Regions from separate parts of the Mus musculus genome. Here region 1 is linked to region 2. A link is a contact called in public promoter capture Hi-C data. All regions are on one chromosome and are shown on one strand. The core of a region is the stretch at or near the end of the contact, and the rest is flanking DNA. Distances in the headings are between cores, read along the strand shown.

What was found. Promoter capture Hi-C pulls out the DNA fragments that hold promoters and counts their contacts.
Region 1: a contact with region 2 is called in a promoter capture Hi-C map of trophoblast stem cells, with 3 times the contacts expected there. The contact joins the enhancer-like site here to the promoter of Tmem81 in region 2. A contact is called at or near these places in 14 of 39 promoter capture datasets (the 3T3-L1 cell line, HPC-7-derived erythroid cells, Sertoli cells and 7 more), 10 of 484 Hi-C or Micro-C datasets (the G1E-ER4 cell line, cerebellar granule neurons, cerebellum and 5 more), 2 of 115 datasets of contacts at active chromatin or transcription factors (cardiomyocytes and embryonic stem cells) and 3 of 9 other capture datasets (adipose tissue, liver and pancreatic islet).

The regions. Positions count from the first base shown.
Region 1 is chr1:132,593,437-132,596,136 of GRCm38.p6, reverse strand. It overlaps Nfasc (neurofascin), which reads left to right. Exons shown (of 30, transcript NM_182716.4): 23 at 480-653. Among named protein-coding and RNA genes, the nearest start is that of Gm51646, 47 kb to the right of the region's middle. Within about 2 kb of position 1,311, at least 21 of the 459 cell types and tissues checked have an H3K27ac peak or open chromatin away from gene starts, as enhancers often do. A contact at or near this core is called in Sertoli cells, cerebellum and trophoblast stem cells, where this site is marked.
Region 2 is chr1:132,504,798-132,507,497 of GRCm38.p6, reverse strand. Tmem81 (transmembrane protein 81) reads right to left here and starts at 1,268. Exons shown (of 2, transcript NM_029025.3): 1 at 1,002-1,268; 2 at 1-333. The coding sequence starts at 40. It overlaps Rbbp5 (retinoblastoma binding protein 5, histone lysine methyltransferase complex subunit), which reads right to left. Exons shown (of 14, transcript NM_172517.2): 14 at 1,833-2,700.

The DNA.
Region 1 (2,700 bases), core at 62-2,561, 89 kb before region 2:
GTAGACAGTGCTGCCCCTCTCTGGGAAGCCCAAAGGGCCAGGGACCTGTTACTGACACTTTAGCAGTGTGTCTTCCATGCTGTTCTGAATTGATCTCTGGATCTGACCTTTACCCTCCTGTATTGAAGAAAGTGTGGTCTTTTACAAAAGAGGCAGTAGCAATCAAGGCCCTGGGGGATTTCCCCGGTTCTATTTGGACAGAAGAGAAGAATTCCAAAGATTTGACCTTGACCGGGGGCTTGGGAAGTGCAAGCTGAGCTTTTAGAATTGGCCACGAGACTTTCAGGAGGCTAGAGACGCTGGGCTCAGTGACAAATGTGAACCCTGAGGAACACTGGAAGTTCCTCAGTACTTATAGTGGGAGGTCCCGATGCCCGCCTTTAAATCAGGTCTTGAGTATTGCTGGGCAGGGGCCACATTCCTCTTCCAGAAACTCCGAAAGCTGTCCTATCAAACCTCCCACTTGTCTCTCTCCCCAGTTAATGGAACCAAACTGGGAAAGCAGATGGTGGAAAACTTCTCTCCCAATCAGACCAAGTTCTCTGTGCAGAGAGCAGACCCAGTGTCGCGTTACCGCTTCTCCCTCAGTGCCAGGACACAGGTGGGCTCTGGAGAAGCAGCCACAGAGGAGTCCCCAGCACCTCCAAATGAAGGTAGGTCCACGGTGGCAGTCCTTGGAGTAAAAGGCCCTAACTAATCTAGACACCTAGAGAAACACACCAGAAGCTGGGTTTGGCCTTCCCGGCTAGAAAGGAAGTGAGGCCACAGAACCTCAGGCCCACTGCAGGAGACAGCCTGACTTGGGTACTGAGAGATATCAGTAGTGTATCGGGAAAGATCATCACTCTTAGATGTACAGGCGGACTGGTCCTCCACTTTGCCCTGACTTACTCAGCTACTTATCAACTATCTGTCCTTGCAGGGGAATAAGGAAGGACATGTGAGACGACAGGCAATCAGGGGGACATGAGAAATAACCATCCTGATGAACTCCAAAGAGTCAAACTGCTCATCTACTGAGAGTCCTCCCTGAGGACTCTGGGAACATCCTGTCTTTTGCCAAGGGCATAGAGAGCCAAGGAGATAGGGCAAAGTGCTTGCCTGGATCAAAAGCAGAGCAGGAAATAATATGTTCTCCCTTTACAACATGAATAAGATGAGGTGTCTGGTTGCAGAGAGGTGGGAGCTGGGAACAACTCTTGCCAAGCCAGCTTCACAAACAGCAAGTGAACTCAGTCAAGGCCAGTTCTAACCTCTAAGATCCCAAGCCAGAGCTGTGCCTGACCTGAGTGTACAGTAGAGGGCGCTCTCGGCTCATTTGCATGCATTGCTGGTTTCAGTGTAACCTCCCAAAAAATTGGACCCTAAAAGCCTCAATACTGGCAGCGCCTTATAAATGGTGAGCACTCTCTACCTCTCCAGAGAGACAATAGTCTATGCAACAGTAATTTTTTTGAGGACCCACCCTCATGTACCAAGCCAGGCACTGCACCAGTAGCAAGGGAGATAAAGATAGTAAGAAGTTCACAATGTCTAGAGACGTCCTCAATAATGGTTCTTTGTCTTTCTGCCTGAATGAAGGTGTTGCCAAGGGCAGGAAGTTTGGGGAGATTCAATATGTAAGGGGAGACCAAAAGGGCGATGTGAATAAGTATTCCTGGGACTGTCATATGATCGTGACTAGTGCCTGTCTCCCATGAGGTCCTGTGGTCTCCTCCTGATCCAGATGTGCTCTTCTGAGCATTCTCATCTGTGTCCCAGGAGAGCGCTGTGCTTCCTAAGGGGACGGCCAGGCCCTGCTGCTTCAGCACAGTATTCTTGTACAGCTGCAGCAGCAGTTGGGAAAGGACTGTCAGCCCCCTGTGTCCCTCTCTGGTCTCCTAGATAAGGAGTAGTCACACAACAAACTCCCGATCCTGGTGTCCTCTTCCAACCCCTGGACATTCAGGAAGTTGGTTAGGGCTGCTACCAGAGACTGACAGACTAGGGTACACTCTCTCTGTACTTCTAGAGATGTCCAGAAAGCCTCTCTTCCCGCCTCAGGGCAGCAGACAAAGCCACTTTGTCCAACCCCAGTGACCATGATGGGGGAATTCCTGCAACTCCAGAGAACAGAGATGGTTTTGGATTTGTGGAAATTGTTCAGAGATCTATTCTAGAGCTCTCAATCATATTTGTGTTCCTAATCTTATGAACTACAACTAATGGGGAAAACTGAGGCAGCAGAAAACCAGATCACATGCTTTCAGAGCCCCAGGGCCTTCAGCGCCATCATACTTTGAACATATGAGCCTGGGACGGTCCCTTGCCCTACTATCAAGCATCTTGCAGGGGATCTTGTTGCCTAGAATTGGCTGCTCCTGCACCACCTACATTTTTATCCTCAATTCCTGGCATCGTAGAGGATCACTTAGCCCAGCCAGGGTAGGACAAATCCTGGGGGGAAAAGCTGGAATATAACACTCTGCCTGAATTGTGCCTTGCAGACACCTCTTATATGGCAAGCCCTTGATTATGGATAGAAATGTGTTAGGTCTCTAAGCCCCAGGTGGAATAACGACAACCCGCCTAGCTCCGGTGGGGTAGAGCATGACGCCCTGAACACCACTTAGCATCCTCAGGGTTGCATCTAGCACCTGGCCATACCCCTGGAGTCAGGCTGGCGCCAGACCCTTTCTGTTCTCCTCTGTGGTCTCACCT
Region 2 (2,700 bases), core at 19-2,518:
ACAGACTCCTAAGGATAAAAACGATGGCCCCAGTCTTCATGACTCAGTATTTTACTAGCAGGCATTCCAGATGAATGTTCTATTGTACCACAACAGAGCCTCCAGCTTGGAATAGCCCTGAGCATTGAGAGATTATAATGTACAGTTGTCAGCAAAACAGACACATGCACAGATGTGCACAGAAGCGGGGTCCATAGTCTTAGGTAAGGCCACAGGCAGGAAGACTTTTTACAGTATTGTCGCTTGACTCTCTAAGCTTGCTTGCTTAAGCCTGCCAGGGGCGTCTTCCAGGGCACAATTCTGGTCGCTTCCTAATGAACTTAAACCCACAGGCTTTAGAAGGAAAAAAGGAAAAGACCTGAGAAGCTGAAGTGAATTTCCATGTTACCCAGGTGTATAAGCTAACTCTTTCCCTCCCTCCCAAACTGTGGGAGAGTTTCAAAGTCCCGTACTAAATCTGATCAGATACAAAACCAGTCTTACAAAAGGGGTGAGGCAAGGTTGGGCTAGGATGTTAATTCGAATATCTTGAATAATTTACTGTGAATATTCCTAAACCACCTCTATTAGAAAGATAACTTTGGCTGGGCCTGGTGGCGCATACCTTTGATCCCAGAACTCAGGAGACAGAGGCAGGTGGATCTCTGTGAATTCAAGGCCAGCCTGGTCCACAGATCGAGTTCCAGGATAACCAGCGCTGTTACACCAAGAAACCGTCTTGAAAAAAACAGACAACTCTGGGCTGGAGCCACGTGACTCCCCCCTTGTCCATTTCAGGTAGGTCCCTTTGAACACTGCACCTGAAAGCCCCATTCCCAGGTTTAACTACCTTCACTGTATAGACTTTCAAAGAAATGGAAAGCAAGGTATGGTGACAGCAGCCTCAAAGAGGCAGGACTGCTGGCAAATTCAAGGCTAGCCTGGGCTAAACGGGCTAACTCTAAGACCTGTCTCCTGAAAAGAAAAAGCTTTAGTGGAGTGTGGCAGCACGCGTTCTGCACCTGCATGAAGCTCGGTTTTGATCCCCATCACCACATAAACTGGGAGTTTGCACAGCCCTTCTCCCAGCACTCACGAAGATCACAAGTTCCAGGTCAGCTTCAGCTATACACCCATGTGAGACCAGCCCAGGTTAGAGACTTAGTCCAACACACCCTTCCAAAGGAGCAAGTGAGTACGCTATGGCAGAGGCAGCTCGTCCTGTTCTAAGTGAATCAGGACCTGCCTAGTGTGAGGCGGACTGGTGCTGCCTGACTCTGGTCTGCTCTATTTACCCCCGCAGCACAGAAGAGCTCATTGTTCGCATCAATGAAGGTTGCTATGAAGCAGCTATGATGCTAAAGATGGGTTCTTAGCGACAGAACAGAGTAGCAAGCAGACAGATTTGGTAATCTTTGAAACCATACTACTTGAGTCTCTGAGATATCTTATTCTTTATGAGATAACAACTATTCTGTATTGATGTTAAAATTACTTCATCAGAGAACAGGATTAACAAGGAAGAATATTAACTACATTTAGACTAACAAAGATCCTTGGAAGGCTAGAACCTCTAGGTGCACTACTATAACCTCCCTGAATGCCTAGCACTGTGGCCTCTTCAAAGCTTATAATAAGAAAACCCTATGTGACTGTTTTCATTAACATCAGCTTTTGGCTCAAATCATTTATTTCTAGTTTGGACAACGGAAGGACTCCAAACTGCCTGACCTTTCCAGATCCAAATGACCACAGAGAAAGATCTAAAATCCACACGTATTTTCTACTGTACAAACACAAAGATGGCTGCTGAGTTCCAGAAGCAGGCAGTGTTTACAAACAAGCATGTATACTTGTGGTTTAATAAACATCCAATTTTATTTACAAAGCATTAAAGCTTTAGCAAGAAGTACCCAAGGCTAAGTCTCATCTTGTACAAAACTACAGAACATTTTAAGAAACAAAACGGAGAGGCAGGGAGGACGACAGCAAGGAAAAAGAATATACATATATTACACAAATCAAAAACCTAAGCTGAGAGTGGACGGAAGGTTCTAGAAGCCGACAAAAAGATTCCCAAAGCATAAATAATTATTAGGAGCTGCTGCCAGAGACAATCTGGCAGGGTTTGAGCTGATTTACTCAGTAGCTCATTAATGGAAATGGGACACAGCATTAGCATCCAGATGGAGGGAAATCAAGCCACTTCACACAGGGAAGGCAGAAACCCCTGCATCAGCTTGCACACCACTGCAGTGTGCTGTACAGAGACATGACATGGAGGTAATGTCTACAAATAAAAACATCCCGTGAGCCACTTACCAATCACAACCATTGGTCTCACTCACACTTGGAAGCAGCACAGGAGCAACAGAACTAGAAACTTCCAGCGTGTCCCTGTCACATCTACCACAGTACAATGTAATCAACGGGTTTGGCTGTCTGAAGGAGCCTCCACCAACTGATAAGAGATTTCACAATTAGCATAGTATTTAAACCTCCTTTCAGTGCTGACAGAGTATGGCCCAGGGCAAGCCAAAGCTATTGCCAGAGGCGTCACTAACCCTTCGCACACTTGGCTTCCTGACTTTGGATTTTCAGAAAATTTCAAACACTTATTGTACAAATCCATTCAATTTGCTATTTTTATTAAAAGAACAGCAAATGCAGAGAGAGCCAAGGTGAGAAAGAGAAGGGTAAAAGCTAAGCAACCTTTCACAG